Linked DNA regions of Mus musculus: region 1 is linked to region 2. The links are chromatin contacts, called in public HiChIP or PLAC-seq maps. All regions are on one chromosome and are shown on one strand. The core of a region is the stretch at or near the end of the contact, and the rest is flanking DNA. Distances in the headings are between cores, read along the strand shown.

Region 1 (2,700 bases), core at 158-2,657, 210 kb after region 2:
CTCACCCACTACTGGGTCTCAGGGCTGGGTAAACAGTAAATGCTTAATATATGCTTTTGGAGTCAACTAATGTCTGGGTTTTTGGTCAGGCTTTGTGTTAGTGCTCAGTTCTAAAGTGGAGAGGTTGATTCTCCTTCTCTCTGTTCTTCTGGCTTTCGCCTTCTCTCCCTCTCTCCTTCTTTCCTTTTCTCCTCTTTCTCTGTTCTTCTTCCAACCCCTCCACATTTGTCCCTCTCCTTCCCTTCCTATTCCCTCATCTTTTATCGTATGAATAACATTTTGTCTCCTGGGGGAGATGTGAACACGTGTCTACTCGTCTCAGACAGGGCCAACAGCCAGGAAAAGCAAGGATCCCGCCAAAGTCCAACTTGATGAAGCACTGAGTGTCACTGTGTTACAGATAGGAATGTGGGTCAGGGCTCACTTAACAGGAACAGAAATGGCTCAAATACAGCTGTATCACCAAAGCCTGGCATGGATGGTGGGCGACTCAGGAAAGCTGCCTTCAGGCAGCTCTGAAAGGTGGACAGTTGTCTCTTCTAGGTGCCTTGTCCTGTCTGAACCTCTTCTGGGCAGTTCAGCTTGTCTTGAGAGCGGTCACCAGTAGTCCTTACAGCTTGTGCTTGGGGAGGGCAGTGCCTAGAGAATCTGGTCTGTTTCAGGAACTTCCTGCATATCTCCTGTTGTTTCCTGAGCTTCACGGGCTTTTCTGTAGGCTAGAATGCTTCACCTCCACTTAGCACATCCTATGTCTTAATGAGCTTCCTTCCAAGGTGGAAGGTTTCGTCTTAAGGGAAATTGCTACACAGCACCCTCTTTCCCCCTCCCTCTGCCTTCTCTCCCTTCCACTATCTTCTCCCCTCACCCCTGTTTCCCACCCCTGTTTTTGACACAGGGTCTCACTGTGGTTCCCTGGACAACCTGGAACTCACTCTGTAGTCCATGCTTACCTCAGAGTTTAGCCATCCTTTGCTCTGCCTCCTCTTCCTGAGCGCGGAGATTACAGGTATATTCCACCACACTGGGATTTCATTTCTGATTTTTGGTTGGAGAACCCAAGGCAGGATGACCTGTCCAAGGTCCCCCTGCTTACCAGTTTCAGCTGGGAGTCACCAGACACCTAGTTGTGGAAGGCGTACTGGGGTGTGAGGTGACAGGGAAAGAAGAGGAAGTCTGATTCCCAGAATGCTTTAGACTCATGCTGAAGAGTTGGGTCATCAGCTCCTCAATTCAAAGCTCTGGACAGGATGAGCAGCGTGACCACCCGCTCTGGGAAGCCTCAGGGAGCTAGCTGGAGTCTGAAAGATTACAGGGCTGAAGGAAGGCAGAGAGCCATGCCTCTACCCCTTGTCTATCTTCCCCAGCCAGGCCTGGTAACAGGCATTTCCTGTTTCCGGCCATCTCCTGGGTTTGGGTTGTGGGTGTGGAAAGCGCAGAAGGCAGAATTTGTGTTGAGTCTGGGCCGCTTTCTCCCAGCCCCCAAGAGAGGCCACTGTCCTTACTGCTACTTCCTTGAACAGAATTCTCTCTATTTTGGGCAGAGGCACCAAAAGCCAACTTCCGGCTTGATCACAGTGCCTGGCTCCTGATTTGCCTAAAGCCTTCTTGCTTGTCTAGCGCCATGGTCTTCTTTCGTCCCGGAGGATAAGGGAAGCAGAGGGGTTGTCCCTATAAAACAAGGAAGAATTCTCCTTCCACGTGCCTCCTACAGTGAGTGGCTTCCTGTCCTTCATCATCTTTTCACATGCCTTACGGTGCCAGGAAGTTCTTCTGGTGGTCTAACCACAGTCACCGTGCTTTCTGAAGGAGCCCAGCTCTCTAACTAGCTACTCTGAAGCGGTGGAAGGGGTTATGAATCATACTCCTTTTGGAAGAGTCATGTGACTTGAGGGAAGGCAGTCTCAAAGCTCAGCTGATTCTCTGAGGTTAGGAGGGGGATTTCCTTCCTTAGGCCACACAGACCTAAGGCCAGACATCACCTCTGGTGTTGGTCTGCCAGCCCTGTCTGCCTGTCTATGGCCCACAGGACTTCTGAGTGCTGTATATAATGGTGTATATAATTTCTGTGATATGCTGGTCCCTGTTATGTCCCCGTGAGGCCTGGGCGAGGGGGCTGTGGTGGCTCAATGTGGTTCAGGAGCTAGGGTAGAGCAGGAGTGGGGCTGGGTTCTGTGTGTTTCTCCACACTCCTGCTTTTACATGTGTGACTCTGGCAGGTGACAGCCCTGTGACAAGCCTCAGTTTTCCCACCTGTCAGATAGAAGTCCTTTGTTTAGCCATTTCGTCTTTCACTTGTGCGTGTGTGTATTTGTATGCATTTGTGCATGTTTATTATTACTATTATATTGTGTGTGTGTGTGTGTGTGTGTGTATGGGTGCAGATGCCTGAGGAGGCCAGAAGAGGGCATTGGATCCTCCTGAGTTGGACTCACAAGTGTGTGTGATATGGGATGGAAACCAAACTTGACTCCTCTGTGAGATGGACAGTGCCAGCACCCCTGAACATTCTCGTGGGTTTAAGCATTGAACCCAGGGCCTTGCTTTAGCAATTGAGTTGCCTCTCAGACCTCCTTCAATAACTTAGAAATTAGAGCATATTTTTTTTTTGGCAGTTTGGTCTGTGTACATATGTATTTTGATCATGGCCGCTCTACTCCCTTGTCTTTTTTGTGTTGTTGTTGTTGTTGTTTTTTTTTTTTT
Region 2 (2,700 bases), core at 13-2,512:
GTGAGTTCAAGGCTTGCTTGATCTACATAGGAGTTCCAGGCTAGTCAGAACTACATACTGAGACCCTGTTTCTAAAGAGAGGGCTAGAGACAGAGAGGAGAGAGAAGGCAGGGGGAGACAGACAGACCAAGAGAGAGAGAGAGAGAGAGAGAGAGACAGAGAGAGACAGAGAGAGACAGAGAGAGACAGAGAGAGACAGAGACAGAGACACAGAGAGACACAGAGACACAGAGAGACACAGAGACACAGAGAGACACAGAGAGACACAGACACAGAGAGACACAGAAACAGAGAGACAGAGAGTTAGGGAGGGAGGAAGAGAGAGAAACAGAGACAGAGACAGAGACAGAGAAAAGGTAGCAAGAGGAGTCAGAGATAAAGGCATGCCTGTGACAGTGTGTCTGCCTGTAACAAGCACTTGGATAAAAAGAACATACTTATGATTCTTTCTGGTGCCTGTCTCTTGAATCTGTGGGGTAGAACGGCAGAGTCTCAGGTGTGTATCATGTGAGTCCTATCTCTTCTTTCCCTGTGCCTTTGAGCATATTTATGGCTTGTCCTTGTGTCTCTGGGAGATTTTTGTGCGGCCCACACTCAGCAGAGAAAGAAGAGCAAGGTGTCTTGGCACTGAACTGCAAGCCCCACAGCCTGCTCTTCCCTGCTGTCTACTGCATCTAGCAGAAGATGCTGAGGCCTTAGCTTTCAGAAACCAAGGGAAGTGTCTGTCTTGCTGATACCATATCCCATCTGGTTACACACACCACCCTGACATGAGCACCTGAAGCATCTCATTGTTGTACGGACACAGACACCCATGAGTCCCCCACTAAGGTTGACAGACAGTTTCCCACCATACCCTTCACACCTTACCACTGACTATCCCCTCCTGGAAATCACCTTCCTAAAAACCCCACCCTTACTGGAGCGTCATACTCCTAAAGTCCCTGGTTTCATTACACAGATCTAGAGCCAGGAAAATTGAAGAGAATGGCCTGATCAGGTCCCTAGAAGCCCCTCTGGTCAGTGGGTAGCTGTGCTTCCTGGGCCCTCCCCTGCTGTAGCCCCAGTTTTTTTGTTTTTTGCCCTCCCCCAACCCCACCCCGGCTCAGGTCTGGCAATCTCGCTGCACAGGATGGAGGGAAGACAGCTCTTACGTCTCTGTGGATCCCATGGTCTCTGCAGGGCTGGCCCAGCTGGGCCCTTTCCCCTAGTGCTTCTGGGGCTGGGGGAGCCTGTGTTTGCTTGGGGCTGGGCCCCTGATCTGCTCAGTTTCCTGTGTGGCTGAGAGAGGAAGTTTAACAGGGTGACGTCCCAGCCAAAGGAGGCCCCCGCCCCCACCCTCTGTGAGGAACTCAGGCGTCCTGGCTTCACAGCCTAGGTGGGGACAGGGTCTATGGGAAACAGGGCCAGGTTGGGAAGTCTAGCTTCACCCTTATGGTCCCCATGGCCACACCCAGGCCCTTTCTTTCTGAGTCCCCTGGGTATTGAAAGCCTGTGAAGATCACCCCCATCATTTCCCTGTGTTGCTTCTTGGTTTCATTTACAAGGGGCAGCTGCACTGAAGAGCAAAAGAGGCTGACAGAGGTTGATCGCTGGAGTCACACAGGAATCCTGATGGAAATGCAGGAGAGGCTCAGAACCCAGGTAAGGTGAGCACATGGGCACACACAGACACTCCCCCACACGCACACTGAGAGAGGTCACAGAATTGACTGAAGACAGGCAGACAGGCCCGGGTATTACCAAATTTAGGGTTCCATCTGTACCCCAAGAAGTTAGCTTCAGGGATTGGAGACATAGTTCCATAGTTAAGTGCATGTACTGCTATTGTACAGTGTGGTGGCTTGAATATGCTTGGCCCAGAGAATGGCACTATTAGGAGGTGTGGTCTTATTGGAGTAGGTGTGGCCTTGTTGAACTCCTGGAGCTGTGTCACTGAGGGTGTGGGCTTTGAGACCTTTCTCCTAGCTGCCTGAAAAAAGACAGTCTTCTCCTGACTGTCTTCGGATCAAGATGTAGAACTCTTGGCTCCTTCTCCTGAACCATGTCTGCCTGGATGCTGCCATGCTCCCACCTTGATGATAATGGACTGAACCTCTGATCCTGTAAGCCAGCCCTAATTAAATGTTGTCCTTTATAAGAGTTGCCTTGGCCATGGTGTTTCTTCTCAGCAATGGAGACCCTAATTAAGACACACAGGATGTAAGTGAAACACCACATGGGTGGTTCACAACTTCAGCTCCAGTGGATCTGAAGCCTCTGGCTTCTAGATACCCATTCACACAATTAGAAATAAAATCAATATTATACTGAAAAAAATTAAAAAAAAAAAAGAAGTCTTAAGCGTGGCTACCCATCCTTGAGAAGCCAATCAGCTACACCTTTAATCCTAGCTCTCAGGAGGCAGAGGCAGGCAGAGCTCTGTGAGTTTAGGGCCAGCTTGGGCTACACGGTGAGTCCCAGGACAACCTGGAACTCTCTACATAGGGAGATCCTGTCTCAAAAACACCAAAACCCAAACCAAACAAAATGCAGAAGATGCATTCAGTGATTCAGTGTGGCCACACTGGAAAGGGGGGGGGGACGGGATGGGGGAGATCCAGTGACCTTCAGGTCCATCTTTCCAAAGTACAGACTGTGGCCCCAGTATGCATGTTCCTGGTGTGCAAGTGGCTTATCTTACACTACAGAGTTGCTCTG

The links. HiChIP or PLAC-seq counts read pairs in DNA pulled down with a chosen protein or histone mark.
Region 1: a contact with region 2 is called in an H3K27ac HiChIP or PLAC-seq map of the HPC-7 cell line, with 7 times the contacts expected there. The contact joins the enhancer-like site here to the promoter of Dennd1c in region 2. A contact is called at or near these places in 9 of 39 promoter capture datasets (the 3T3-L1 cell line, the C10 cell line, the HPC-7 cell line and 5 more), 3 of 484 Hi-C or Micro-C datasets (B cells and pre-megakaryocyte-erythroid progenitors), 9 of 115 datasets of contacts at active chromatin or transcription factors (the HPC-7 cell line, bone marrow-derived macrophages, effector CD8 T cells and 4 more) and 3 of 9 other capture datasets (adipose tissue, liver and pancreatic islet).

What each region holds. Positions count from the first base shown.
Region 1 is chr17:57,289,079-57,291,778 of GRCm38.p6, forward strand. All of the region lies in intron 1 of Vav1 (vav 1 oncogene), which reads left to right. Among named protein-coding and RNA genes, the nearest start is that of Vav1, 11 kb to the left of the region's middle. Within about 2 kb of position 1,408, at least 133 of the 459 cell types and tissues checked have an H3K27ac peak or open chromatin away from gene starts, as enhancers often do. A contact at or near this core is called in B cells, the HPC-7 cell line, adipose tissue and 5 more, where this site is marked.
Region 2 is chr17:57,077,236-57,079,935 of GRCm38.p6, forward strand. Dennd1c (DENN/MADD domain containing 1C) reads right to left here and starts at 1,263. Exons shown (of 24, transcript NM_153551.2): 1 at 1,155-1,263. The coding sequence starts at 1,171.